Linked DNA regions of Mus musculus: regions 1, 2 and 3 are each linked to region 4. The links are chromatin contacts, called in public Hi-C, HiChIP or PLAC-seq and promoter capture Hi-C maps. All regions are on one chromosome and are shown on one strand. The core of a region is the stretch at or near the end of the contact, and the rest is flanking DNA. Distances in the headings are between cores, read along the strand shown.

Evidence for each region. Promoter capture Hi-C pulls out the DNA fragments that hold promoters and counts their contacts. A called contact is a pair of places that touch in the nucleus more often than the background predicts. HiChIP or PLAC-seq counts read pairs in DNA pulled down with a chosen protein or histone mark.
Region 1: a contact with region 4 is called in a promoter capture Hi-C map of hippocampal neurons, with 4 times the contacts expected there. The contact joins the enhancer-like site here to the promoter of Opcml in region 4. A contact is called at or near these places in 9 of 39 promoter capture datasets (the 3T3-L1 cell line, 3T3-L1-derived adipocytes, the C10 cell line and 5 more), 4 of 115 datasets of contacts at active chromatin or transcription factors (embryonic forebrain, forebrain, neural progenitor cells and 1 more) and 2 of 9 other capture datasets (embryonic stem cells and pancreatic islet).
Region 2: a contact with region 4 is called in an H3K4me3 HiChIP or PLAC-seq map of forebrain, with 6 times the contacts expected there. The contact joins the enhancer-like site here to the promoter of Opcml in region 4. A contact is called at or near these places in 2 of 39 promoter capture datasets (embryonic stem cells and hippocampal neurons), 3 of 484 Hi-C or Micro-C datasets (cerebral cortex and forebrain), 4 of 115 datasets of contacts at active chromatin or transcription factors (embryonic forebrain, forebrain, neural progenitor cells and 1 more) and 3 of 9 other capture datasets (embryonic stem cells, liver and pancreatic islet).
Region 3: a Hi-C map of the N1E-115 cell line shows a contact between it and region 4, with 6 times the contacts expected there. The contact joins the enhancer-like site here to the promoter of Opcml in region 4. A contact is called at or near these places in 5 of 39 promoter capture datasets (the 3T3-L1 cell line, the C10 cell line, cranial neural crest and 2 more), 1 of 15 datasets of contacts at CTCF or cohesin (the NIH/3T3 cell line), 2 of 484 Hi-C or Micro-C datasets (the N1E-115 cell line and cerebral cortex), 2 of 115 datasets of contacts at active chromatin or transcription factors (PVALB interneurons and neural progenitor cells) and 4 of 9 other capture datasets (adipose tissue, embryonic stem cells, liver and 1 more).

The regions. Positions count from the first base shown.
Region 1 is chr9:27,990,888-27,997,946 of GRCm38.p6, reverse strand. The region is part of intron 1 of Opcml (opioid binding protein/cell adhesion molecule-like); the gene reads right to left. Among named protein-coding and RNA genes, the nearest start is that of Opcml, 200 kb to the right of the region's middle. Within about 2 kb of position 1,281, at least 5 of the 459 cell types and tissues checked have an H3K27ac peak or open chromatin away from gene starts, as enhancers often do. A contact at or near this core is called in hippocampal neurons, where this site is marked.
Region 2 is chr9:27,552,337-27,559,256 of GRCm38.p6, reverse strand. No RefSeq gene overlaps it. Among named protein-coding and RNA genes, the nearest start is that of Gm30791, 37 kb to the right of the region's middle. Within about 2 kb of position 2,491, at least 19 of the 459 cell types and tissues checked have an H3K27ac peak or open chromatin away from gene starts, as enhancers often do. A contact at or near this core is called in embryonic stem cells and forebrain, where this site is marked.
Region 3 is chr9:27,919,246-27,926,059 of GRCm38.p6, reverse strand. All of the region lies in intron 1 of Opcml (opioid binding protein/cell adhesion molecule-like), which reads right to left. Among named protein-coding and RNA genes, the nearest start is that of Opcml, 130 kb to the right of the region's middle. Within about 2 kb of position 1,614, at least 9 of the 459 cell types and tissues checked have an H3K27ac peak or open chromatin away from gene starts, as enhancers often do. A contact at or near this core is called in the N1E-115 cell line, where this site is marked.
Region 4 is chr9:27,786,025-27,793,215 of GRCm38.p6, reverse strand. It overlaps Opcml (opioid binding protein/cell adhesion molecule-like), which reads right to left and starts at 1,917. Exons shown (of 8, transcript NM_177906.5): 1 at 1,770-1,917. The coding sequence starts at 1,830. It overlaps Gm39314 (a long non-coding RNA gene), which reads left to right and starts at 2,147. Exons shown (of 3, transcript XR_870601.1): 1 at 2,147-2,230; 2 at 6,573-6,707; 3 at 6,896-7,191.

The DNA of each region.
Region 1 (7,059 bases), core at 32-2,531, 210 kb before region 4:
ATTGTGTCATGTTGTCAAAAAACTAACAAACACATATAGTTTATAGCATTTTATATAGCAATAGTACCGTATATAACAAAATATACATAAATGCACACCTTCTCTCTCTCTCTCTCTCTCTCTCTCTCTCTCTCTCTCTCTCTCTCTCTCTCTCATTAGTTTATTAGTGTCAACTCTCAAGTGGAGATAATTGTTTTTGTCTTCCTATGTCAACAAAAGTTTATACCCATCAAAGTAATGCCAACCTCTATCGGAACGTAGAAAAGACCAAAGAGCCAAAAAAAAAAAGAATAGAGAGAGAGAGAGAGACATTAGATACATATGCGTATTTACGCTTACATGTATACCATACTTTTAGTATATTAAAACACATACAGTTTTGAATTCTTTACAGGGTAAACACTAATGGGCTAAAGATGTCATAGGAACTCATCATTGGGAAATCTGATCCAGTTGCTTTAAGCAGGAGGATGACTCCTTGCCAAGATATGCAGCTCGTTCCCGTGTTCCAAGCATTTGTATGGAAGGGAAGTAAGAATCTCAAGAACTGTGGAGAAAGACGTGTCCTCAGCCAACCTCCACCAAAATTCTCTGGGAATAAAGTGGGTCCCTCCTCCCCGGACTTCAGATTTCTCTTCTGGGTTGTACAGTGCTTTCTACCTCTCAGCCTCTTGTATGAAGACATTAAGAACAAAATCTTGTCCATCACAAGGGAATGTGAGACTTTGCTCTTGTCTGAATCCCAAGTACTCCCACTTCCTGCAATTTCTTTACTTAGCTTCAAATTTCCCTTCATTAAAATTAAGCCTCATTTCTTGCTCATCTTTCTTGTTTTCTTCAGCAAAACTGAGCACAATTCTAAAAGCTGTTTTTCTCTCTGCTGTTTTCTTGCCATTACATCATTAAAATCCCCCCCCCAAAAAAAAAAACAATTAAGAGATTTATTCCACCCTAGCTTTCCCTTTGTGTGGGAAACAGGAGTATGAGGAATTTAAGTGTATGGGGTCTGTCTGTCTGTCTGTCTGTCTGTCTTTCTGCCTACCTGTTTGTAATGTTTTACTGAGTGTCCAGTGTGTGATAAAGGACCAACTTGGCATACTTTTGTGTGATGGTTTTGCCCAGACTCTAGGATTAATGGTAATGTTCCAGTATATTATGCTAATTGCGGGGATAACATGGCCTTAGATGTCCATCTGGAGTGGCAGCTGCTCAAAGACTCTCTCCAGCAGTAGGCTTCTAGACAGGGAAGCAGAGGGAGCAGTGAAGAGTCAGCACCGGGTTCGCTAAGACAGGCATTCTCAGACTGATGAATCTGTCGCTCCATACAGCCACACTCCCTTCCTTCAGATTGGCTTTAGTTGCTCTGCGAATGCTTTTAACCGGATCTCTTTTCGACTTCTCCCATAGAACACAGTAATTGCCAAGAATATAATCAAGCTAAACTTTAGAAGATACAAGGTGTTGTAAGCACACTTAGCCCTCCCACACCTGGATTGAATGGGAGTCAGTGCTCTCCAGCAGAAGGCTGGATGTAGACTCCTGTAGAGGCTGTAGAAGCCAGAGCATCATGAGAAAGAGGATCCTGAGTAAACTGGCATGAGCCTTGCACCATAGTTTCAGGGTCTGTAAGGAGGGATGCTAGGCAGACACTTGGAGGTATTTTAGGGACAGAGTTCTGAGGAATATTGCATGGATGCTGGAGATATTTTTCCACTCTTCAGCACACACCTAGTTTGTCTTGACTCCTGGGTTTGTTGAAACACCTTGGCATGTGTTAACTCATTAACTATGTTGAAAAACTGAAAACAACCTAGCTTTTTGGAAAGTTACTCTTAAGCCTACTCTATCTATAACATGGTTAATGATGTGGCAAGCCTAACGGACATGTTTTACAGATTAACAGATGCAACCAAAATAAGATGTGCAGCATAATTCTTGGCATATTGCAGTGCAATGCATAAAGCTTGGCTTTCGTTATTATTATTTTCAGACACACTCAAGAGTTCACATATCCTGGGCAACTTACCAAGTACTGAGGACAGAAAGGCAAATAAGAAATGACTTATGGCCCCAACTGGCCCACAATCTAGAAAATGTTTTTGTTAGTGTAATTAAGAGGGGTAGACCTTCTAAAAACCCTCCTTTTTTATATCAGGCAATTAAAATAAAAGTAATAAAATTGGCTCAAATTGAATATCTAGCCATTGGCAAGGTAGAGATTTGAACCTACACCCATGATATTACAAAATATTTTTTTCTGTTTTGATTTCCAATGAAGCAAGTGTTGATGAAGAATCAAGACTAAAAACAAATGGCAGGGGCTAGCTCAAGGGTTAAAAACACTAGCTACCTTTCTAGATGACCCAGGTTTGATTCTCGGCACCAACACAATGTCACCATCATCTGTAACTCCACATCCAAGAAATCAAATGCCCTCCTCTGGCCTCCAGACACCAGGAATCCATGTGATGCACAGACAATCATGCAGGCCAAGCATTCATAAAATGAAAATATTTTTTTAAAATTAAAGAAAATGGTGAAAAGATCTGGTTATCCATGGGCCTGTTCTGTGCTCTTTCTAAATAAAAGGTTCAAGAGTGAATTGGAGGAGCTGCCCTTGTGGATTTGTGACTCCCCACATCCCACTGCCTCCTCTTGCCTGAGGACGGCATCTCTACACATCAGTGCAGGATGCTCATATCAGATCCTTCTGGCAAGGACTGCGCACATGATGCTGCAGGCATTCTCCCATGCTTGAGGCATTCTGTTGTGACTACGGAACTCCAAGGAGGATGGGAATCATGAAGGGCCCAGCCTCAGCCTTTGCCTTGTTCCTAAGCATGTGCCTATTTCCTTGGAAGAATGAAAACCTTGAGGTTTGAAAAGTGTTGTGATTTTTTTTATACTCTGTCATTTCCCCCATGTTAATCATATGTTTTTGAATTGTGTTACCTTACTATCTATCTATCTATCTATCTATCTATCTATCTATCTATCTATCTATCTATCTATTTAATGCTGGAGCACAAACTCCAGACCTCGCACATGCTCAGTACACACCCTACTACTAAGCTAGATCCCTAGCAAATTTCCTCACACTGAACTTCTGGCTCTCGCCTTTCTTCTGATCTTTTACTTTTTGCTCATTAGCCTTTAAAGCCTTGAGTCTGTACGTCTCAGACGTTACAGACCGTTTTGTTACTTTCGACCTCTCATCTATTTGGTGGTTGGTGCTGAGTTATTTAAAAATTCCCTCTTATTCCTATCTGAAAAAAAAAGATAACTTTGCAGTTGTAAAAAATTAACCTGTTCTTTCCCTTTCATTGTTTTGTATATAACATCTTACCTTGAATCATTTTTCTGAATTTTTCTAATACTTTATGTATCTTTATAAATAGGCAGACAGAAGCATGGTCATGCTGGCAAATCTTTCTTTTAAAACCTTCGCCCATTGGGCTCAAGTATCAGGCCCTGTATGAGCACAAGGAGCCTTGCTCTCATAAAGCTTCCTAGGTTGCAAGAGGGGCGAGCTGTATTACCAACGCCCTTGGTGAGGACGAGCTCCTGGGCTTCAGTGTCTATGAGAGGGTTTGCCGAGGTCACCATTACCTTTGAGCAGAGCACGCAGAGAAGCCACAGGAGCATGAAGATGTGGCTGTCTCTATTTTTAACCTGTCCAAACAGTACAAAGGCAGGACTCAGTTGACCTTTTGCTGCCCCTAAAGAAGGTTAAACAAATCATGTCTCAACTTGAACTTGACAGGCTGGGCTAAAGACCTTATTGTCAGGTCTGTCTTATGCCTGTACTTAGCAAACACCCTGAACCTCTCCCGTTGCTGGTTACATCCCCTGAACCCAGTTATGAAAACTAAACACATGGAGACAAAGTAAAGTGTCCCCTTTGCAGAAAAATAATTTCTTGCTAGGAATACCTGGTTTAATAATCCTTAACAAACTTTCACCCCCAGGAAGACAACCATCAAGATCACTCTGCTGCAGTGAAGGAGAGTTACGAAGAGAAACAGAAGAAACGAGCACCTGGACATCCATATCCAGAGTCCAGTTCTCACTTCCAGGCTCACTGTCAACTCACACCGGGGAGGGCTCAGAAAGGCAGACCTGAGAACCAGTTGAAGTACGGCAGATGCCTCACCTGCTGGAGGCTGTACTGGTGAAACCAGGGCCTGTGCCTGCCTCCACGGGCCACGGTATTCTGTAGATAAGCAAACGCTGAGGACTCTTAGCCTCTTAAAACAGAGATGTCAATGGGGCCTGTAGACGATGGCACAGTTCCTCTGCTGTGGTATCCAGAAGGACACTTGTCTTGGTAATGCTCCTGTTTCAGAGCCATATCTATCTCGGGAATGTCAGGGAGAATTAAGCCTCTTGAGAATGACAAAGACCCAGCAGGCTTGTGGCACAAGGTTCTGAGCCAAGCAGCCCTTTGAGAAATGCTTCAACTGATTTTGGAATCATGGGATTGTTAGATGGTTACTAACACACACACCCTCCCCTCTCTCTAGCAAGCCTAAGTGGCAGAGAACTCAGAATCTTGAATCTGGTCAAGGAAGTTTATTACTCACAGATTCCCTACGTGTTGCCCATGTAGCTTATGGAAGGGCATTTGCCGTTTAAAGAAAAGCATTCATTTGTTTCCTTAAGTTCTGCTACCTTAAAGGCATCAATATGTGGCCCCCAGAAAGGACCTTAAGTGATCAAAGCTGTGCTTTCATTGCTGTTAAGATGAAAGTCAGTCTCTTTCATAGGGCTGGGAAATTTAATTGAGATAATTAGAAAAGTCACAGGACCCGAGACACAGTGAAATCTGTCTGCAGAAGCTCTGGGAGGAGGGGCAGTGGTAGCTGTAGTCAGAGGGTATGATCTTGGTGAGTGCACTTTCTTTTAATGTCTCCTGTTCTTATGTCTTCGTACTTTGGACATTCTTAAAAGTCACAAAGACTTCCTCTTTTCCTCTTGTGACCTCTGAGGATTTTACACACCCTTGGGTATTTTTAACATTCTCTTGATGCTCAAGGCCAGACTTATAGCAAGCATCACTCACTATACCTAGGTTTGGATCTGGAGACAAATTGCTACTTCATTATAGAACCAGTGAGAAGCATCCAATATCTAAGGTTGTTAAGCTCACAAGGGCAAGAGAGAATCAAATGACTATGTAATGAAGGGCCTCATATGGCACAGTATTTAATCTTAGAGATGAAGGATACACACACACACACACACACACACACACACACACACACACACACACATACACACACACATTTGCCTCTTCTTAGCCCCTGGGAAGATATATTTTATGAAGGTATATAGTTGAAGTTAAGACTCACCTATTTAGATATTATATATAGAATGTGAAATGTCAATGCCCTTTCTATTTGCCTAAGGCATCTGCCACCATTCTAAGAGTTTTTCTGAACACTTGCCACCTGTATAACCTTCTCTGTAAGTCTTAGAGATACAAAGACTTCCTTGGTTTCTAAGTGTAGCCAACCTGCCGGCCTGCTCACCTACCACATTGCTATAGGTAAACATGTAATCAGAAGGTGTCTGGTCCTTACTCTCAAGAAATCATTGCTTTGTTGCCTGGGGAACCATGGATTCCCACAGGTTTGTAGCATCTGCCTGTAGGGCCAGGAGAACAACATACATGGGTAGCAAGCTCTGCTGCCCTAAGCTTGTGACATTAGCTCCAGACTTGGAGCCATATGGGGAAATCAGCAGTGACTTTAGTGGCTTTATCTTCTGCTATAGGGAGAAGAGTAAAGGGATCTTGCCATCGGTCCCATCACTTCTCACATCTTACCTTACAAATCTACTCTTGTAGGTGTTTTTTTTTTTTTTTTTTTTTGGTGTGTGTGTAAAAGTGGTCTCCAAATAGAACTCAGAAGAAGGCTGCCTGGGAAGATGTCCACCCAGGGTAAAAGCTGCTACACAGAAACCCAGAAGCCACTTTAGTAATGAGAAAGCAGCGATCTTAAAGAGGACAGGCCAAAGCTGGGATTTGAAACCCCAGAATTGTTCTCTCCAGATGCTCCCAAGTATGTGGGTGCTTTTCTCTGACTTGCTGGACCCTGGCTGAAGCTCCACCTCCCAACCTTGGCAGGCAGCAGGGGCAGGAACCACCATACCACCATGCAGTGTTATCAGTCTTCTGACACACCTCTGTAAAGGAAGTATGTTTTATTTTTCCCTTCCCTTTCCGTCAGTTTATGGTTTGTTTCTTGAGAATCAGAAAATGGATGTCAGTCGAGTCTGTTTGCTTCCCTCAGACACAATTGTTTCAATGACAGCCTGCGAGCACTGCAATCTCTCAGAACTCAGACTCAGTGATCTAGCAAATAGCACGTTGATGGGCTCTCACCTGATACCAGTTCTCTTTCTAAAGGAGCCCTTGGATCCTTAGGACCAACCTGGATGGGGGAATCCCATGTTTCCTGGGCAGGGCATGGACCACTACAACTTGACATAGTAAACAGCACTGAGAGGAAGCCGGCGCTGTGCAACTATGGGGGCCAATGCTGAATCTCTGACTTCCTAGCTCTTGAATTTTCCTAGAGCATCTGCACAAAACCCTGGACCGAAAAGCCTCTCACGGATGACCCTTCTAAGCAAGCAGCACGCTGCAAAGCTGTTCTCAGCAGGACTTCCTAGGAAAGGGGTCTCAGGACCACATTTGCCACATTCTGAAAGGCTCTATGATGACATAAGAAAGAGGAAGGCCCTCATTCTCAATGTGGCGGATGGAAACCAGCAGCATCACTGCATCCTCTACAGCATCTGGAAAAGGAGGGAACGCTGTGGAGAGAGCTTAAGGGCACACCAGTCATTGGCTTGATCAACAGCATGAGCAGTTTTGTGAATCCTCAGAATAGGCAAGCCAGGAAGGATGCTCACAGAGGTTGTCTCTGCAATAGGGCAGCCTCCCCCTCTAAGTCAGACTGAGCTCCCTGCTCTCTTTTCCTGATATGTCATTCCCATACAGCTTCACTGGCTGAGCATGTCTAGAGGCATCAGAATAAATTTCAGTAACTCTTT
Region 2 (6,920 bases), core at 1,242-3,741, 230 kb after region 4:
TAACTGAACAAGAGGCCTTAGCAGATATCACTGGATTAAGGATCTTGAGATAAGAGAAATACCCTGTATTATAAAAGAAGGCACTAAGTGTTGTTACAGACATTGTTATAAACACATAAAGAGACCATACAGATACTTCAGAGGCATGATCCAGGTGAAGAGGCAGAAGCTGGAAGAGGCAAGAAGAAGATATTTCCTTGAAATCCCTAAGGCAGTGTGACCCAGCAGCATTTTGGATCCCTGATCTCTAGAACTGTGGGAAAATAAATGTCTGTTGATCTTTGCCAACACGTGTGTTGTTGCTTTCGGAGGCAGACTTAGGAAGTACCATGGCTATTAAATAGGGTTTCATTGAGCCACATATCAGTGGATGTTACCTTTACCTGTGTCAGGTAAAACAGTAGCAGCTAGGATAACCCACAAGAGGATCTTGGGGAAAAAAAAAAAAAAAACCAAGCTGGCTGGATCATGAGCTAAGCACAAAACCTAACAAGGTGATACTTTCCACCGTACTTTCTCATAGGTCCTACCACTTAACCATCTAACCCCACCCAATCTCCTCCACACAGAGAACAGAAAGACCCAGGTCTTTCTTCAAGATCTGAGCCATGACTCCCCCTTTTTCTTCCAAGTAACCCCTTCCTCTCCCTACACTCATCTCCTAAGGAAGAAGAGAAACAACCAGGAAGCCTCATGCGTCTGTGCTATTCAATCTTCACAGTGGTTTGTGGTCTATGGTCTCTCTTATGCTTCCTGTCCTCTAGAAGCAAAGAGCCAAGGCTGAGAGAGGTCTAGGGACTTTCCCCATGGCACGCAGAACTGGCAGTGACTTGATCTCCAATCCAGCACAGCTACACCAAGATTCAGCACATGGAAATGTGCAAGTTCCATACCCAAATGCTCGTGATTTTTTTTTCATTTAAAAATAAAAATAGTCTTGATGTAAAGTTAAAAACAGGGTGATTTGCATGAGACCCTGAGCTCTCAATTACACCAATTACTTTATAATTACAGGCAATGCCATCTTGGGTTTTTCAAAACCTACATCTAGTCTTAAGGCTCTGTCAGGAAGAAGGCCCCTTTTCAGAGAGATTTCAATTAGTATGCATGTTGTATGCAGAGGGAGAGAGAGAGTCTGCTGGAGCTCCAGGGAAGAACAAGGAGACAGGAGCTTAAGTCACCTCCTACTCACCAAATGGGGCTGTTTCTATAGGAAACCTGAACCTCAACTCTCAGCTCTGGAAGAAGGGCACTTTCAGGCAAACTACCTAAACCTTTGCAAAAAAAATGCCACCTATCTGATGCTCTGACTACCAACAAACACTTCTTCGGGTTAGTGGAGAACACTGTAACATTTAAATTACTACAAGCCACCTTACAAACCCCAGGAAGTAGCAAACAGAACGGGTGCTCCTCACATCCCTCTAGTTGCAAGGATGCTCTGCCCTCTCCTGTCCGGTGGTCTCTGATGAAAGAGAGAATTGTCAGCAAGAATGTCAGCTTAGAAACTCTTAGAATGGGGATGGAGGAGTGGCTACACACAGCCAGCAAAGCCCAATAGCCCTTTTCCAGGGTCTTTGCTAAGGCACCAGCCCTAAAATTTTGTCACTCAAAGTAGAGCTTCCTGACAAGAGCCAGGTGTAGCCATGCTGGAAAGGAAAGCTGAGAGAGCTGGAGCATCAAAGAACCTTGGCCACTCCTGAGACTAACTCCTTATACCCTGTAAAAGAGTGTCACCAGGACTTATCCAAGCAGAGGATTGCCCTGTGAAGCCACTCTGCTGCAAAGCACACATCTCAGGCCCTCTTCCCCTGTGTAAAGACATGAGTAGGCATGTATCAAAGATATTTTGTTTTGTTCTGACAGGTGGATGTCATCTCTGCTCCACCTGCTGGGGCTAGCAGATAAGATAGTACATTGAAGTCTGTGCAAACTTGGTACTCAGTTCTCTAAACAGCACCTTGGAAGGGTCTCTCTCTCTCTCTCTCTCTCTCTCTCTCTCTCTCTCTCTCTCTCTCTCTCTCTCTCCCTCTCTCTCTCGCTTTCTCCTTCTGTAAGGAACTGCCACCTTCCTATAATTAACTGACTCCCCGAAGATTTTTTAGCCCATGGCTGAAACCGGTTCCTCCTACTGCTGATGTCGCTGTTCCACACTGCATTTCTTTAAGAGCACACCTCCTGTTACAGTTTGCAAAGCACCTTGGTTCCTGTCAGCTCAGTCACCAGGACACAGCACTGCTGAGAAAGGCTGTTTCTCCTCTGTGCCTCCACCTTCTGCTCTCTCTATGTCTACTCTCAGAAAATGGCTGAAATAAATAAAGGAAAGAAAAAAAGGAAGGCAGTGAGTCTGGGTTCTGAGAGATTGGAGCTCTCAGTGGGATTAAGCCTTGAGAGGCTCCCTTTAAGCAGAAAACAAAGTCTGAGCTTTCTCGCATTAGCTCTCTGCTCTCCCCCCTCCCCCTAAATTCCAATCAGATCTCTGAATGAAAGGCCCTTCCCTGCCTGAATCTCCAGGAATTTCTATTTCCCTTTCTTTGCTTTGCTAGCATGTGGTGTCTCTATTTAAATGCGGTTTCTTATCTAGCTGGCTTCATAAAGGCATGGGTCTCTCTCACCTCCCCCATTCATTTTCTATGTAGCTCACAAGGGCCCTCCACACCATCACTAATTCCCATCTTTCACCTCTTCTTGAACATGCTGGAAGGCTCCCATAATTCACCCATGGTCACATGATTAGTGTGGGCCTGGCAGGCCTGGGGAGTGAATAGAGTGGCAGGTGGCATGGACTCAGAGACCTACCTCTGATCCAACAAGCTGTGTGACCTTGGGTGTTGTTTCTTGGTTTTCTTTACCTTGCTTGTAGTTCCTTGCCTTATTCTTTAAGGGAAGACAATAGTAGTACCTACCACATAAAACTGTTGTGAAGATGAAACAAATTAATTCATGTAAAATGGATTTTAAACGTCTGGCACATAGAACGCACTCATAAAATTTTAACATCTTCGGTCAGCCTTTTCTCTGCCCATATACAGTGACTTCAAGACACCCTTAGTCCTTGACTCAGGCTCTGGTGCCTATGGGGTCTAATTCTGATCCCTTTTGTCATGTGGTACTAACCCTACCGCTTACCTGGATGGAGATCTCAGACTGGGAATCACTAGATCCAAACCTTCTCCTCCTTATAAGACCTCCTTCCCCAAGTGTTTCCCTTCATCTTGCAGAACCCTCAGAACTTTCCCCTTCTTAAATCACACAATATCTTCCCTTCCCCTCTTTTTTGACTGTACCCCACCCCGAGTCTCTAATCAAAACCTATGTCATCCCCGGAGACTTGTCTCCTTGGCCATTCTCTCACAAAGGGGTCCCTTCACCTCTAGGCTCCCCCAGAACCTGTCTTTCCTAATCCATGGGGTTACCTCCAGGGATCTCATAATGTCCCTTGCTTAGATACTCAATTCATCTGACTAAATGCTTAGCTATCGCTCATTTTTGATCCAGTTATCTGATGCCCTTTTCCCTAGAGCTTAATTCCTGATGGTTGGTAAACTGAGAATCACCCACATCCCAGAACCAGGGGCTCCCCAATCTGCCTTCAGTGACTCAGTGCCAGGGGTAACCTTATCATCAGCTGCCAAATGCAACACATTTCCACTGTCCCCATGGGTTACAGCTATCCACATGTGCTATAGACCATCTACAAAGCTCTTTTCCATCCTCACCTAGGGGCAGCCTTTTGTATGCCCTTCATCCAATAAATCTATCTCATGAGTTCTGCTGCATGATGTGACTTTTGCAGCACTGATCACTGCCAAAAAAATAAAAAACAAACAAAACAAAAAATAATCCCTGGAACAAGGCCTTTCCTATTTAGGGACTTTGACACACAAATGATCATACATCAAATACCCTGACTTCAAGGAGTTGGGGGTAAGGTTCAGTGGTAGAGCACTTGCCTAACATGTAAAAGATCCTGGGATAGATTGCCAGCACTGTAAGAAAATGAATATGCAGTACACCAGCTAATGCTGTTGTGGTTGTGGAAGGGTCCATGATTCACTGAAGAATGATACCCTGGACTGACATAGTATGTATATGCAAAGAATATTTTATCTTGCAGAAGTCCAGCATGCTGGAGTCTCCATTACCAAGATTGAGAGACAACCAAGTGAGTTCCCAAGCCTGATTTAAAGCACATTAGGAGACTCTGGAATAGGTGACCTTTATCTTACTCCATCTCTAGGGACATTCTATTACCAAGGCATGGGGGCTGGAAACTGTTACTGAAGAAGTCTGAAAACTGCTGCTGACCCATTGTCCTTGCCTCAGGCTAGGTGGCAGGGCAGCTTTTGAGGCCTGGACTTGCCTGGGCTTGCCCAGTTCTTGGAACCAGAGATTTAGGCCTCATCTCCTGAACTGCCAATTTGAAGCCTGTCATGGAGTCAGCCTAGCCTTCTCAGTTGTTGCTGTTGCTGTTGCTGTTGCTGTTGCTGTTGCTGTTGCTGTTGCTGTTGCTGTTGCTGTTGCTGTTGCTGTTGCTGCTGCTGCTGCTGCTGCTGCTGCTGCTGCTGCTGCTGCTGCTGTGGCTGCTTGTGCTGTTGCTGTGATATAGTATGTGACAGGAGTAATGTAAGGAAGGAAAGACTGGTCTTAGCTGACAGTTGGAGAACACAGTCTATTATGGCAGGAACACATGACAGCAGGAGTGTGAGATAGCTGATCACATGACACCATAGGAAAAAGATAAAGATGAATGCTAATGCTATTTGCTTATTTGGTCTGGGATCACAGCCCATAGGATGATGCTAATGAGAACAGAAGATGAAACACGCTAGTTAGGTTTAGAGATAAGGACCCAAAAATGCCCTTGCATCTGTCCTGACCTGAGGCCAGGGATGCCTGGAATATGTGAAAGTATGACCAAAACTCCATTCTAGATCCTGATTTCTTCCCATGAATGGCTTTGGAATTTAATCTCTGTATTTTCATGGAGAAGATAAGTTATATCTATCCTCCAGTTTCAGCAGTCTCCTTTAGGTGTCTGTGATTCACCAAAGAATGATATTGCAAACACAAATAGTATGCAAAAACAAAGAGTGCTTTCTATTCTGCAGAAGTCCAGCATGCAGGGGTCTACAATTTAACAAAATGGAGATGCCCAAATGAGCTAGAAAGCTCAATTTAAAGCAGACTAGGGTATAGCTGCTTATATTCAAACACTAATTGGATTCCCTCCCCCCAAAAAACTGTTTACATGTGAGGATGTACACATAGATTCTTGGAACCTGTGCCCAGTTGGTTCTGATCTGTAAATAAAGATGCCAGCAGCCAATAACTGGGGAGTAAGTAGTAACTCAGAATTATCAGCAGGAGGTAGATTTTGGCAGCATGGAAGCTAGGCAGTTGCCAAGCTATTGTGCTGCTTAAGACATATTAAAGTATAAAAGCTCTGTGTGTGTGTGTGTGTGTGTGTGTGTGTGTGTGTGTGTGTGTGTGTGTGTCTAAACCATTGAAGCAGGCAGCATCCCCGTGTCAGGCATAATCAACAATTACTACAACTTTAGAGGGATTCCAGGTAGTGGTAGGTGACCTTTATCTTTATCTCTTGGGGTATAGCTGTCTTTGGAATTGGTTAGGACTCTGGGAACATTCCAGAACTATTGTTGGCGGTTAGGGGAGAAGGCTGGAAACTGTTGCTGACTTACTGCTCTTGCCTCAGGCCAGGTGGTGGAGCAGCTTCTGATGGCAGGGCAACTTCTGAGTGACTGCCTACAGGCTGTGGTTTTTCCAGTAACTGACTTGCGCAGACACGCCCATCTGTGGGGGTGGGGGGGGTGGGGGGGGGAGAGAAACTTAGGCATAGTCTCCTAAACTGCCAGTTTAAAGCCTGTGATGGTGTGAGCCCGGCTTAATCTTCTGATTCCTAAATGATTTTAAGGTCTGAGCTCTTGAGGGGGATGTTAGAATTGTCTTGGGGCTCTAGGTATTGAGGATACTGAGAAGGTCACTGAAGATGGGGGTTTTGTTGAGACCCATTAAGGTAAAGCTATTTGTTCTTTGTCAAAAGAATGGTATCTACAAATCTGGTCCTGTGTAGAGATATAAAATTTTGATCTGCTCCGAAGTTTGAAACATTACAGACTGTGATCTTCTCCCTTAAGGGTTAATACAACTGAGCCTGTCAGTCACCTGGTCAAGAGACTACCCTTCAGGAAGGCTGGTTCATGAAAACCCATGCTAAGGAGATGGGGGGGGAATAATTATCCCCTTGATGAAATGATGCAATTATCCTTCTCAGAAGCCTGCCCTTCCAGTGCAGTCTCTAGGAGAGTTTCTGGTGTGTTGCCTGCAGTTTTCTTCCTTTTCTGGTGTGTTGCCTGCAGTTTTCTTCCTTTTCTGAATTGCTCAGGAAAATGTATCATTTTGTTTCTCTTTTCTCTTTCACTTTTCCTAAAGCCCGGGGTGGTTTCCCCTATGCTCTGGGATTTCTCCCACTCCTTCTCCCATGAGGCTTCTTGTCTGTCACATGGTTGGTTACTTACCTCCATTACTAAGCCTGTCCACTTGCACAAAGATGACCGCCCTCTTCCTCTTTGAACAGCTGCCAAGAATTACCTCTTGCCTATCCTGTTATTTGCCTCTCAAACTCTGATACAAACTATCTTTGAGCTTCTTTGAGCTTCTTTCTGAGTTTTAAAATTATTTTATTAATGAGACTAAAAACCCAAGAAAGGGAATCTCCCAGTTCATTGTCTCTGTAGCCTGCTCTTACTTCTCCATCCTCCTCCTATAATTCAAACTCTTACTAGTCACGACAGTACATCCCTGTGACTACCTTCTTCTTGCCCTCATTCTCTCTACTTCTCTGTGCTCTCTCTCCCTCGGCTAAAGCACACTCTAGTTTTGTCCTACTGGATTATATT
Region 3 (6,814 bases), core at 365-2,864, 130 kb before region 4:
TGATCAGAACAGATAGAGAAAGGAGGAATTGTATTAGAACACATGTTGGTTCACCCCCCACTCACCAGAGACAGTGAAGACCACAGCTAGAGCTGACCCAGTGGCAGAAAACCTGTTCAGGCAATGATAAGAAAAATCATTTACTGGGCACATTAATTTAAGTCGTGGGAGCTGAGCTCTCCCTAGGTTGCCCATTGGATAAATGCTGTCAGGATATGCTGTGAGCTCTTCCAATGAGATGTAATAATTGAATTTGTTTTCATTTAATTTGGAGGGCCTTTAATTAAAAGCCAGGCTTGTGTGTGCAGAGAGATAAAGCCAGGCACACCAAGAATGGGGGTAATTTAGGTGCTGAATGCGGTAATTAATTGTAAATTCAGAGGTCAGGAGACTGGCATTATCTTTGGGAAATCAGCATAGGGAGCTGGCCATCCGGCTGGAATAGGGTCTGAAGTAGCGGAAACATACGCTTAAGTGATTTTTTGAAACCTTAATCGCAATTACAGAGCAGTGCGGAGGTTAATTTGCAAAGTTCATTAATCAGAGGCATAAATACATCAGTGATCACCTGGTGCAAGAGAACCTGGAATGTTGTTTTCCAGCCATGATTTCCAAAAGTCAGCCTGGGGAATGAAGTACACTCTATCCTCCTCTGACTCTTCCTACTTGCCTTCATCTTCAAGCTGCTTAGAAACGTATTTCTCCCCTCTTGGTAGGAGCTGAAGCCTAACAGCAAAGACTGCTTTGGATAATACAAAATACATCTTATAATGATGAGACTTGCACAAAGAATAATCCCAGAATACTTTTTAGGGTATTCTATTAGTAGCCTAGACAGTAACACCTAGAGATAATATCAAAAGACAAAGCTTGAATTAATGTCCAATTTTAATCTCTAGAGTTAGGAGTTGAAGGTTAACTAGAGTGGTCAATCTTCAGATTCTATTGTATTTCACAATATAAAGCAATAAAGGTCAATGCGTGTGCTTACATGTGAGTTTCTCCCTTGAAAAATGACAGTCTATTAGATGCATATTTTGTGCTTCAGAGAGCATCGTGATGGGAGTATGTCCCAGCATGCAATGGTGGAGGTGATAGAAGCCTGCTACCTTCCAGTGCTCCATGCAGGAATAGAGATGCAGGGACTGTGCTAGTGTTCAGAAACTCACATTTGTTTAGTTCGCCACCTCAGAAGACAATAGTTCTCGAACACAAATGGTCACAACTACCTCTGCCCAGGCTTATTTCTGGATGTCTTCCACTTTTCACTCCCTATCTCTCAAGGTTCTAATTGCCTCCCACAGGAGAGGATTTCACAGGTCGGAAAATTACCTCAGAGAAAGGGAGCCAGATCAGAAAATTCCACCAAGATTGCTTGGGGCACTTCTTAAACACATAAAAGTTTTCATCTTTCCCCAGACCTCCTGAACCAGGCCCTCAAGGATCTGAAATCTAGGTAATAATTCTGAAACACCCTGAATCATTGCTTCACCAGCTAAACAAAGCTCTGAACTTCTCCAGCCTCTTCAGCTCCATGAGTGGGTGTATTGCTAGAAGCTGAACACCTGCTGTGTGCCTGGCAGTTTGCAATCCTAGAATGTAATCATGGCCTCTGAGGGCTGCAAACTTGAATGCATTCACCTCTCTGCCATTGAATAACTTCATCTCTATCTCTGCCAACCACTCCCTATCTTCTGTTAAGGTTTGATTTTTTTTTTTTTTCACACCTACTCAGCTACAGGCTCCCTCTATGTCCCTGGTACATACCTTGGACAGAGAAACAAACAGCAGGAAGATCAAACAGAACGAATGTAGATTGCCAACAGAAGGAGGCAATGACCCTCTAGAACAGCAAGCAGCACAAGCTCGGCTTCACAGATGGTGAAACTGGGGTGTAGACACATTTGCAGCAACAGAGAGCTCAGTTCTGGAGCCAGGGCTCTTTGGTCATAAAACAGGGCTCTGCAGGCTCATGCCAGGGATCTTTCAGGCCTAAGTGGTGAGTTCAGAAAACTCAACAGACAAAGCAAGAATGTGATTAGGAGGTGGTGGAGAAAAATCTTTGGAGTGAGGGATAGGAATGCTGATATTACCATCGAGAATATTTGATCCATGATTAGAAACTAAAAACACCTTGTCTCCGGATGGGAGATTCAAGCAACGAAATTTCTCTAATACAAGCACAATTAATCTAATCTAAGCACAATTATGATTCCTGCTGCTGAGATCTGCTTTTAAGCTCCATATTTGAAGTCATTTTCTTACATATATTATCTTTGCCAGTGGCTCTTGACCTTCCAAATATTGCAACCCTTTAATAAAGCTCCTCATGTTGCAATGACCCCCAACCACAAAATTGTTTCATTGCTATTTCATAACTGTAAGTTTACAACTGTTACAAACCTTAATGTAAATATCTGATATGCAAGATATCTGTTATGCAACCCTTAAAGAGGTTGTGACCCACAAGTTGAGATCTGCTAATCTATTGGTTTTCATTTATTTATTTTTAATTTTGTGTGTGAGCATGTGCACATGCGTGTGTGTGTGTGTGTGTGTGTGTGTGTGTGTGTGTGTGTGTGTATACACCATGTTACTAGTATGTAAGGCAAAGGGGATAAATTCCTTTCTTCCACCATGTGGATTCTGTTGATTGAATTCAGGTTATCAGTCTTGGCAACAAATGTTTTAACCACCTGGGTTATCTTGCTGGCCTGAATTTTTCTGCCATCTGAATTACTGGCCACAAATCACAGTTCAGATATCAGATAGTTACTCTGAATCATATCAATAGTAAGAGACTCAATTCCACTCAAAACAAGGATGATAGTTTAAGTTAAAGGCTTAGTCATCAGTTAAGCATCTAGATCAAAGATAAGAGCTGTATGCCCCCATAGGCACTAAATAAAGTCTTGGGGCTGGAGAGATGGCTCAATGGTTAAGAATACTTGTTGCTTTTTCAGAGGACCTGGGTTCAATTCCAACATGATGGTTCAAAACCATTTGTAACTCCATTTCTAAGAGATGCAACTGGGTACCATGCACATATGTACTGAATATACATACATGCAGGCAAAATACTCACATAAAATAGAATGAGTTAATCTTCCAAAAAAATGTTTCTTGCCTACAGGGCTTGACAGTCTAGTCAGAGAGACAGAAAACATCACACTATGTGAGTCCCATAATCATGAGAAATGTCCTGTACTCTGAGAACATGTGGGTAGGCCTTCATCATTTATCTGTAAACAGAAGATGGGCAGAGATAGGCCAAGGAAAGATGTGCTGACGGTGAAGAAGTAATAAAGAATAAGGCCAACTGAGAAGACAGATCATGCCAAGCCTTCAGGATGAAAATTAAAGCCATGATGTTTTAATTTGATGCTCAGGATCCTGGAACTGCCTGGGATGAACAAGGCTTACTCACAGCCTATGAGAGCTAGTATTACACTAGGATAGCATATGAACAAGCAGGCATGGGTTGAATGGCCTTAAGGTTTCTATTTGAAATCTGTGTGGTTAGACACTTACCCTGAACTCATCTGATACCTCCACACTCCTGAGTCCCCTGGTAAATTGCTTTTCTTGTGAGTATTACGGAAGAGAGGCAGGGCAGGAGATACCCACACACATGTTCAGCTGCTTTAAGGGGCCATGCATTCAGGATCTTTTTCTCTAGGTTGTAATTGCTCCCTTGAGAAGGGTTGGAAGGTTGTGAGGCATGAGTTGGCTTGTCTTGCTGTCTGGCTCTATTTTGGGAAGTGGTTTAGAAGTTGGGGGAGGGGGGGGGAGCTGGGTGCTTTTCCCTCTCCCCTTGAGTGAAAGCATAGATATGTTAAGGGGAAATTTCTCATTTCCATTGGCTCTTTTGATGTTGCTGGGGAAACAAAGCAAAGCAGTAGCAAGTCTCCAAATGGGCTCTAAAGAAGAAATATATTTTAAATAAAGCACTAAAGCAAAAACATCCCTTCACGATTTGTTGTGTATTCTGATTCGCCTCTGCCTGCTGCCAGGAAAGGCTTTGTGAAGTACAGCAGTAATTCAGAAGAAGCTCCAACTTAACTTTAGAAATAACAGGACCACTCATCCCTTGACCTACACTAACAGTGTGCTTTCAAATCCAGTCATGGTTCCCTGCAGTTAGTCAGAAGTTTTCATTCTTCCCTCCAGTTTTCTTACACTTGAATCTCCCTTGGCTAGACCTACAGGTGGGTGAAATTCCAAATACTACCCGGAGGAATTAAATGTATATCAAAATTGTAGTGGATGAAGGCTAAGTAAGAATGCTGAAACTGAGGCATACATAGTAAACTCCCAAGCTTGCATGAAAGATGCAGGGTCCTCAAATGTCAAGAACTAAGGAGGGCATGCACAATAGTTGTAGATGGTGGGAAGTTCTTCCCACCTGTCCCTGTCACACTAGAGAGCTCAGGGACAGGGGTAAGGAGGACTTAATGTGATTTAACTTTTAAAAAGGATGAATAATCTTTAGTCCACATCTGAACTTTCAAAGCAAGGCTCACAAGTACTCTTTGACCCCACTATTATTTTAAAGTGGTGGCTGATGAGCCAATCCCTGGAAATTATTTTCTCAGTTTGCCTTGGAAAGCATCATTAGGGACCAGTGCAGTTCTCAAAGGAATCCTCTAAGAGAAAGGAGCTAGGCCAAAAGAGGCCAGGGGCAGCCAGAAGTTATAGGAAAGGAACCATGAAGATGGTGTGTAGCTAACCAGGCCAGACTGGGCCTTGCTGTTTGTATAAGCTTCACTCCTTATATCATATAGTTTCTGTATTATTACCCCTTAATCTTAGTAGTGGTTTTGGTTGTTTCTGTTAACAGTCACTTATTGTCCTCACATACATTGTTTTGTATTATTATCACAAACCTAAGAGGTTCTGGGCAGATATTATTTCTGCCCATCAATTTATCAATGAACAAATGACATGTTCCATGAGTAGAGCTGAGAATAAAGCTCAAAGTTTTTCAAACCCTTAGTTTTACCATGTTTCTGTGGCAGGAAATAATAGGAAGGTGCATCTCCCCTCAACTGTAGCCTTTTCATGTTATCTCCAAGTACATCCATCAGTGTAAGACGAAAGGAAAGGACAAGGTTTCTTCCCTCACACAAAAAGGATCAGTGAACATGAACACCTCTCATTTTGAATGTCATCAAAGCAGCTGCATACCTGTAACCCCTCTAGACTTATCTTCCCATTTAGTAAAAGACACTCTGACTCTGGGTGGAAATACATAGCACAGTTCAGTTGGCTTGTGTAAAGAAGCAATGAAGACCATAGCCTCCAGGGGTGGTTATGAAGGATACATAGGACTGATGGATGCATTCCTAGAACTGAGGTCCTGAGTACTGTTACCATTCACAGACACAAAGGACGAACTGTTCCTGGAACCATGACCTAGAATGAACTCTTAGGAACACCAAGTCAGCAGGAGAAACATGGTCTTTTGCTGAAGAATGCCACTGTCCCACAGTTACCTAAGAAGTAGAGACAGGGATAGAAATACTCAAATCTTATTTTCTTCTTCCAAACTTATGCTACCATTCTTTGTTGGCCAAGGCATTCAGAAACCATACTAGGTCAGAGGCAACATTGCTCTGTGTGATATAGTTAGCCACAGAGCTCAAGATGTCTAAAAAGAAATACCTTGTCTTCAACAAGGTCACCTTATTTTCTTTTGCAATGGAACCTATAGTCTGAGCCTTCTTGGTGTGCATTTTCTACAAATGACAAGGTTTCTGCTTACCACAAGCCAGGAGAATAAGACAAGAACAAAAGCCAATGAATCTACACTCTCTCTCCACATCCCAGTACAGCCATCCATACTAGTTTATTGTTTGTGTTTCCTAGATACTTCAGCCTCAGTTTTAAAAGAGAAAGTGCTAAACAGAATGTTGAAAGAAAGGAATGGCTGGGAAGTTTTGCCTGGGACTGGAAAATGTGTTACATGACTGATAAAATGTTCTAAAGTTGTAAATTCAATTTTATTTGAGGAACACCATGGACTACTCTTGATCAAATATATGATTTTTCTTCCTTTGTCTTTAATAATCTGCAGGCCATTCTTGAAGGCCATGGCTTTTACTAAGGTAGACTATGACTTACAGTAACTATCACATAGGTTATGTGACACAGTGAGCCATAGGGGCTGCCAGTTGAGAGTGGGGGACCCCAAGCAAATATTTATGATGGTCAAATTCTGAACATGGTTGTGTTCTGGGGAAGGCAGTAATAACTGGAGAGAGTTTGAGAGTCTAGAGAGTTGCACCAACTAACAAAATATTGTAGGCCTCTCTGGAGATCTGTAGAAACCCTAGGCATCCAAGAGCAGGGGTATAGAAGGGTTTGGTAGAGTAGCCATAGGAGAACATTGGAGCTCAAAGTCTTTCTCCCTAATTTCATCAATGTCATTTGCAGTGGAAAGAAAACTAAGTATATTTGCCTGTTCATAGTGGTGTCTTCCTTAGCTGAAGCAGGACCAAAAGCTGGGTGTGCAGACTTCCTTTCTGTCTTTTCTCTCCTTGACTCCAAGCCTGGGGACTTGTCCAGCAAGGAGAGCTAACTCTTTCTGCTAGAACTGTGCTTAATTAAACATTTTAATTAAAACCTACAAGAGCGATTGTGCCTGTCGGGTGTGAAAGGGAAGCTAATAAAGTTCTTTTCATCCAGTCCAAGGACATGCCACTGAGGACAGAGAGGAGCCTCTGAGCAGAGGGACTGAGTGCTGGAAGGTATTCCTCCCCAGCCTAAAGCAGGCAGGGAGAAGAGGCTCACTCCTTCTCTCTTCCTTCCTAAA
Region 4 (7,191 bases), core at 668-3,167:
ACCAGAAGCACCCACCTGGCTCCCTCTACCAGGCTCAAGCAGGTACTGAGCACTGGGCTCTGCCTGTGGCTTTCCCCACTCCCACTGGAACACTGGAGACCCTAGAAAAAGAAAAGGGACACCCTCCCAACTCTGAACTTGCCAGCCCCAAAAGACATCTGGGAATTTGGTTTGGAACCCATCTCTTCTCAGAGAAATAGAATTCAAAACTTAATGGGGAGGCATAAAATTTCCAAATGAATTAAAATGTATTTAATAAAGTGGTGCAACATTATACAAGGGATATCTTTTCTTTTTTAAAAAATCATCAGTTTTCTCTTTCATCCCAATAAGTTCCTTTCTTTTTTTCTAATTTTCTTTGTTAGCTTAGAAGAACTTTGGAGAATTAGGTTTAAATGAAAGGGAAGAAAACCTCACCGAGGCATCCTGAATATAAAATGAAGAATTATGTGCTTCACCTATGAACGTGAGGGTTAACAATATTGGCATTCATGTCTGTACATATGTAAGGGAATTTAGGTCTAAGCTAATGTTTAACGGAAAACATGCTATCTCCATTTGCAACATGAGGAGAGAGAGGGAAGAGAGAGAGAGAGAGAGAGAGAGAGAGAGAGAGAGAGAGAGAGAGAGAGAGAGAGAGGAAGAAATGCCCCCTAAAGGGTGAGGTTTAGTGTGGAAGACCCAGAGACCCTTTGATGCTGCCTAAAATGTTGGCAAGCCTTCCAAGCCCCTTCAGCATTGTGTGAAAGATGCCTGCAGGCATGGTCCTCTGCTTGCAGAAGGCTCTGAAGCAATTACCAACCCTATTAAGATGTGCGGGAGTCTGCAAGGAGTCTAGCAGGCTGACTGGGGAGGGTTGCGAAGGTTGCCTTGAAGCATCTTACCTGGGTCACTGCAGACTTGGTCTGCCCAAACAAGTAAGTGCTGTGAGAAAGAGCACTGCATTAACATCTCTGCCCACCATTGGGACTCTAGCAACCCTCCACTGGGATTAGATTTCCCAACATTCGCCCGGCTTGGACCAGATCAAATCTACTAGGGAAAATTTATGTCTCTGCTGTGATGTGATGATTAGGAAGGAGAAAGTGGATTTCAAAGGCACAATCTGCCCATTTGGTGGAAGGATAAAGAAAGGACAAGAGGTGGTGGAAGGATTGTGTTAAGACAAAAAAAAATGCAGTAGAGAAAAATTCGTGAAAGAATGAGAAGGCAAACAAGGAGGTAGGGATCTGCAGTGGGAATCAAGGGAAGGGTTCAGAAGGATGGAAAAGAAGAGAGGAGAGAACGTTGGGAAGAGAGAAAAAAAAACAGGAAGGGGGGAAGAAAAAAGCATAGGAAACAGAGACGCAGAGATTACTACATTCAGAAAAACAGAGACCAGTACTGAGCGGGATGCCAGTTCCTGCTGCAGGTCCCGACAGCAGCGCTCAAGAAGGCTTTTGCGCCCCGGAGTTTAAGCCCCTCTTCTGTCACCCTTGGGACCACAGCTGGTCAATGCCAGTTGTGCCTTTCACAGAACCAGCAGCGCCTTGCAGCACGGTGCGGATCTCGAACCCAGCTCTCCCGAGAAGGGAGCAAATCGCTTGCTGTGGGCATCTGTCTGCCTGAGAGCCAGCTAGCCAGTGAGTGTGTGTGCACACGCGGCAAGCCTATCTTACTCACATGCCTCTTACACTCCCTCTTTTCCTCCTTGCCTCTCCCTCTTCCCCTTCTGCCCTAGCAGCGGCATCATTGCTCAGAGAGAGAAAACACCCTTCTTTGCTGGGTACCTGGGATGAAGAGCAGGGCAGTGGTGGCCGAGAAGACGATCCAGTAGGCGGGATGGTACATCTCGAGGCTGTGGTGCGCGGCGGCCCGGCTAGCTCCTGCTGGTGCTGCTGCTACTGCTGCTGCTACCGAGGCTGCTTCCTCTGTGCTGAATTCTGAGCAGGTTTAAATCCAATGTTTGCAAAGGGAGGGAGAGAGCAGAAGAGAGAGAGAGCGCGCGAGATGGGAGCAGGCAGACAGCGTCTCTGATTTTTTTTCCCCTTGCACATACACACAACTGCTAAGAATCATTAGCACCAATCTTCACTGGGCGCACAGCAGACCACCTCCAAGCCACATATTGGCTCCACTCTCCTGAGCGACACCGGGAGACTTTCCTGTTGGGAAGGCTCCACTCCGAGGGGAGTTGAAGCCTGTCCCTTGCGCACCCCCCTCACCGCGCAGCAGTACTGCTGGGATCTGTGTGAGTATGCCAGTGTGCTTCGCATGGGCACACCCGCTCCTGGGTGGGCAGCAGGAGGGGTCTAATGCCCTTTCCTAAATCTTACCCCAGCAGGTCTCGGGACACAAGGATCAGGAAAGGGCTGCTTCCTGGCAGAAATTGACTAATGCTCATGCCAAGACCTTATCATTCCTTCTTCCTGGTCTCCAGCCCAGGATGCAGCCAGAGCTTTGCTCACAGGCTGCTCAAAGGCATCAAGTCCCCATCCCGCCAGCAAGAGTACTTGAAAGCAGCCTAACTCCCCAGCTGGAAAATGGACATGTTCAGGTTTTTTTTTTTTTTCTCATCAAAGATACAGGGAATCTAATTTGAGCCAGCTCCCCCAAATTAGAGCATTAGGGAATTCTACCAAGACAAAACCCCAAACAATTGCCATGATCCCAGCACACTTAGATAGGGACATCCAGATTAGGTCTTAAGGAAGAAGAGACTTGCAGAAGTCCTCAGAAGAAGGCTCACAGCCATGCCTGTGACTTTGACCTTTCTTTTCTTTTCCTTCCTTCCTTCCTTCCTTCCTTCCTTCCTTCCTTCCTTCCTTCCTTCCTTCCTTCCTTTTCCTTTCTTCTTTCTTCTTTCTTCTTTCTTTCTTTCTTTCTTCTTTTTTCTTTCTTTTTTCTTTTCTCTCTTTCTCTCTCTCTCTTTCTTTCTTTCTTCTTTCTTTCTTTCTTTCTTTCTTTCTTTCTTCAAAAGATTTAAATAAAAAAAAAGTTGCAGGCTGCTCACCTGAAACAGAGGGCCAGCCATCCTTCACCTCCTTCAATGGCCAATGACTGACGGGGGAAGAAAAGAGAAGAGGCTTGAGTGCCTAGGGAATAATAATCTTTCTTTCTTTCTTTCTTTCTTTCTTTCTTTCTTTCTTTCTTTCTTTCTTTCTTTCACCATGATCCAATTTGCATCTGTGTAATCATAGTTTATAGGAACACTACAGAAGGCAGCCAAAACACACTCTATCTGTCCTCCCTGGAATGTGAATTGCACACTGCTGCATGGCCCCTGAACTCTGTGAAAGGGCAGTGAGAAGAGCACTGGATATTACGGAGGTTCTGGAGAAAGTACCTCTGTTACCAGGTTTTCTCCAAAGACCCCATGCCTGCTGGGATTCCTCCCCAGCTCTGTGCATGTGCTCTACTTCTTATATGTGAGTGACTTTCCAGGTGACATTCTCCCTTCCTCCCTGGTTGTTTCTGTGATGTATTTCCAGCACCGCCTATGGGACAGGGAAGTACAGGTGTTAATTCAGCTGCCCCCACCAGAGTTCTACCCCGTAGACACCAGTACCCTAAATTTTCAGTTCAGCAACTACCAGTGACTTGAGAAACATTCCATGGCTAATGAGTCCAGATCCAAACCCAAGTCTGCACTATCATAAAACCAGTTTTGATGAAGAAGAAGGATGCACAGAACTCATTTACATCTAACAGAACGTCACTTTTTCTAGGAAATAAGATGTTTGCCTTTAAACAAGTAGAACATTGATCATTTCCCTTCTTACAAACACAATGATCGATAGCATCATCATCAGCTTTTAGCAAGTTGTTGTTTTAATATACAGTGCTTTTCCAAGACTGGGCCAAGGAAGAACATTGTTTCTTCTTGTCTGCAAAAGCCATGTGATATATCTGAAGATTTCTCTAGAAAAAAAAAATCAAGGAATAGTATATTCGTGAATGTATATAGAAGATAGTAGAATACATATACCTTACATAGAAAAGTCGCAGTTGGGAAGTATGTCCTGTGTAAGCAGAGCTATCCATGCATGCTCTGAACAAGGACAGTACCAGACTGAAGTTCTGAAGAAGTGTTGCTGGTGGAGTCCTCTGATGCACAAAGAGACTTGCAAGGCAGGGAGGGATCAGATAGACCACAGAAAGGAAGTGGGTAGATAGCACCAGGAGAGGGACTGGCAGACACAAACAAGAGGCCTTCAGAAAACCAAGAGCCATGCTGGTGGAGAAAGTCTTGCAATTTAGAGATTTCCTATTATGCTACAAAAGAGTTAATTTCCTTTTGAGAAAAGAAAGACTATGAATGACATTCATTTATGGAACGATTCTAGGGAACATGTGAACTGTTTTCATCTTAGCAGACACAGAAGAGGTCTGGCAATAGTCTCTTATGGCAGGAGAAGAGGAAAGACTCATCTAAATGTGGTGCTGAAGCATTAGTCTGTTTGGGCAACTCATTAACCCCTTGTTGGCTAAGGACTTCAGCTATGGCATTACATTTAATCCTTATCCTAATTTAAGAGAGGAAGAAACTGAGATTTAGAGAGGTTAAGTAACTTGTCCAGGACCACAGTGAAGGAGACAGCCCAAATGCAAGCCCATATTCTTCTGTTTCCTCTATATAAAGAAATTACAGCATTGAGCACTATCATGGTATAGTGATGGAGGTAAATATTATCTTTACAATATAGATGGGAAAGTTCAAAAGATTTAAATTTAAAAAGTTGCAGGCTGCTCACCTGAAACAGAGGGCCAGCCATCCTTCACCTCTTACAATGGCCAATGACTAACATGGGAAGAAAAGAGAAGAGGCTTGAATGCCTAGGGAATAATGAGCTCCTGAACAGCACTGGCTAATTCCAGTGATCAGCAGTCCCTGTAGCATCCACGGTACACTGAGCACCTGAGGACTCTGAGTAGCACTGGGCACAGCCCCTCCTTGACTTACACAGGGACTGCAAGACCAACATTTCCATAAACACATTAGGAATGTGAAGTATACTCAGTACAGCCTCTCTACAAAGAGCAGTTGGAGTACTGTGTTCCTGTGCTTTCCATCCCAGTAACAAACTCTTGAGATCAATTTAATCAGGGATATAACTAGTTCACGTCTTTGGACACTGTTAGCCATGACTGAGTACATACAAATCTCTTAGATCGGATGCTTAAAGGGGTAAAGCAAAGTAGTAGCTATGATAGAGTACAAACACCCCTGCTTATGCCAAAGAATTGAAAAGCATGAGGGGGAAGAAACTAGAGGTCCACTCTTCCCTTCAAGAGTATACTCCAAGTGATGGATGACTTCCACTGGTCTCCCCACTAAAGGTTGTACTCCTTTCCAACAACAAACACAGAGGACTATGCTTTCAACACATGGATGATGGTGGGGAATTAAAGAGCCAATCTATAGCAACATACTACCAGACAGCAAGCTGCCAGGGACCAGGAACAAGCATCAAGTAACATTTAATGGGGTAAGCACAATCCAGGCAAGCCCACGCTGCCATCTCTCAGTTCTCACTAAGCCTTATAACCACTCAGTTCCACAGAAGAGGCAGAAGAAGAGATGACAGAAAGTCCCAACTCTACTTCAAGGCTTAGTTCTTTCACTCTTTCCTGTTTAGTATATTCAATGGTATCACAATGTCTGTAACACAATAACTCCTGTTGAGGAAGAAATTCACTTTGCAAACAGAAAAACCTGAGCTCATATTCTCATAGCAGTTTCATTACTAGTGATGTGACCTTATCTTTTAAAAAATGGATTCATATTCATGTGTATATTATATTTAAAAATCTATGATATTGTGATATATAGACGCAGAGATAGATAGAGATAGAGATAGAGATAGAGATAGAGATAGAGATAGAGATAGAGATAGAGATAGAGATAGAGATAGAGATAGAGATAGAGATAGAGAATTTTTTTTCAACAGTGTCTCACTCTGTAGCCCAGACTGCCCTAGTATTCATTATGTTACCTCTGCTCATGGCGACCATACCTGGCCAGGACACTCTTGTTATTAAAAGCATCAATTTAGGGCAGCTGATATGGTTTGGTGGTAGAGCTTTTATATAGTATGGACAAGACCCTGAGTTCAGTACTCAGCAACGTGAAACTAAAATGAAATGCAAGCATCTCTTTATTTCAACAATCTCTTTCCTAATCTGCACGAGGCATTTCTTAATTAAATTCACACTTAACAAACATCAGTGAAGATCAGAAAATAATTTATGTTATTTTTTCTAAATTTGTGTGCTTGACAAAGTCTTTTGTAAAGACCACATAAATATGTATTTTTACTGATCGATTCTTCTAGACTATTATATGACTAAAACATATGTCTCTTATTTTTTAAAAAAGTAGAAATGTATAAATGCATATTTAATCAATAGATGGCACCAACTCTAAAAAGAGATATTACGGTCTACTGGGTCCATTTAAGAATTCTTAAAAAACGCAAATAAAAATAAAAATGCTTCAGTGCATATTTACTAGGGGAACTGCTCTCTCCTCTGGAGTAAATAATAAGCAATTTTATACCTTCTGTGATTTGTTTTTTCTTCTTCTTCTACAGGAAACGGAATCATCAAAACTGTACTTGGATAGCAGCAAAGTATAAAACTATAAGCCAATTGGAGAGGGGAAGAGTGTGTGAGAAGACAAGAGTCACTCCTGGAGGTTCTGCCCTTTGAACCAGTAACTTGGTCAGGTAGCCATGTTCAAGTGCAATGCTGGATCCTAAGAGAGTCATAAGGAAGACAAGTGTGTGGGGATGGGGCCTTCACCCTTCCACTAATGATTTCCTCATTTGACCTACCTCCTTTCAAACTCACCAACCTTGGACAAGAATACATAGCCTCCTTTGATCAAGTTGTTTTCCTTTTTTTGTCATTTTAGGTGGGGAGTTTTTCGATCGAGTGACTTCCTATGCATCCCAGCCTTGCCTTCAACTTACTCTGTAGTCCAGTCTGGCCTTGAACTCTGGATGCTCCTCTCTCAGAACACTCATGTTAGAATAAATAGGAACCACTTTGCCCAGCATATTTTTTACACAAAGAACATTAGTGAAGAATCTGCCTTTTGATGCTTCATGCAACCATTTACCCATTCACTGATGAAATGTTTACTAGAAGACTAGTATGGCCCCTGTACATGTGCAACGTGCAGGAAATAGAATCCATTTCTGAGACTCT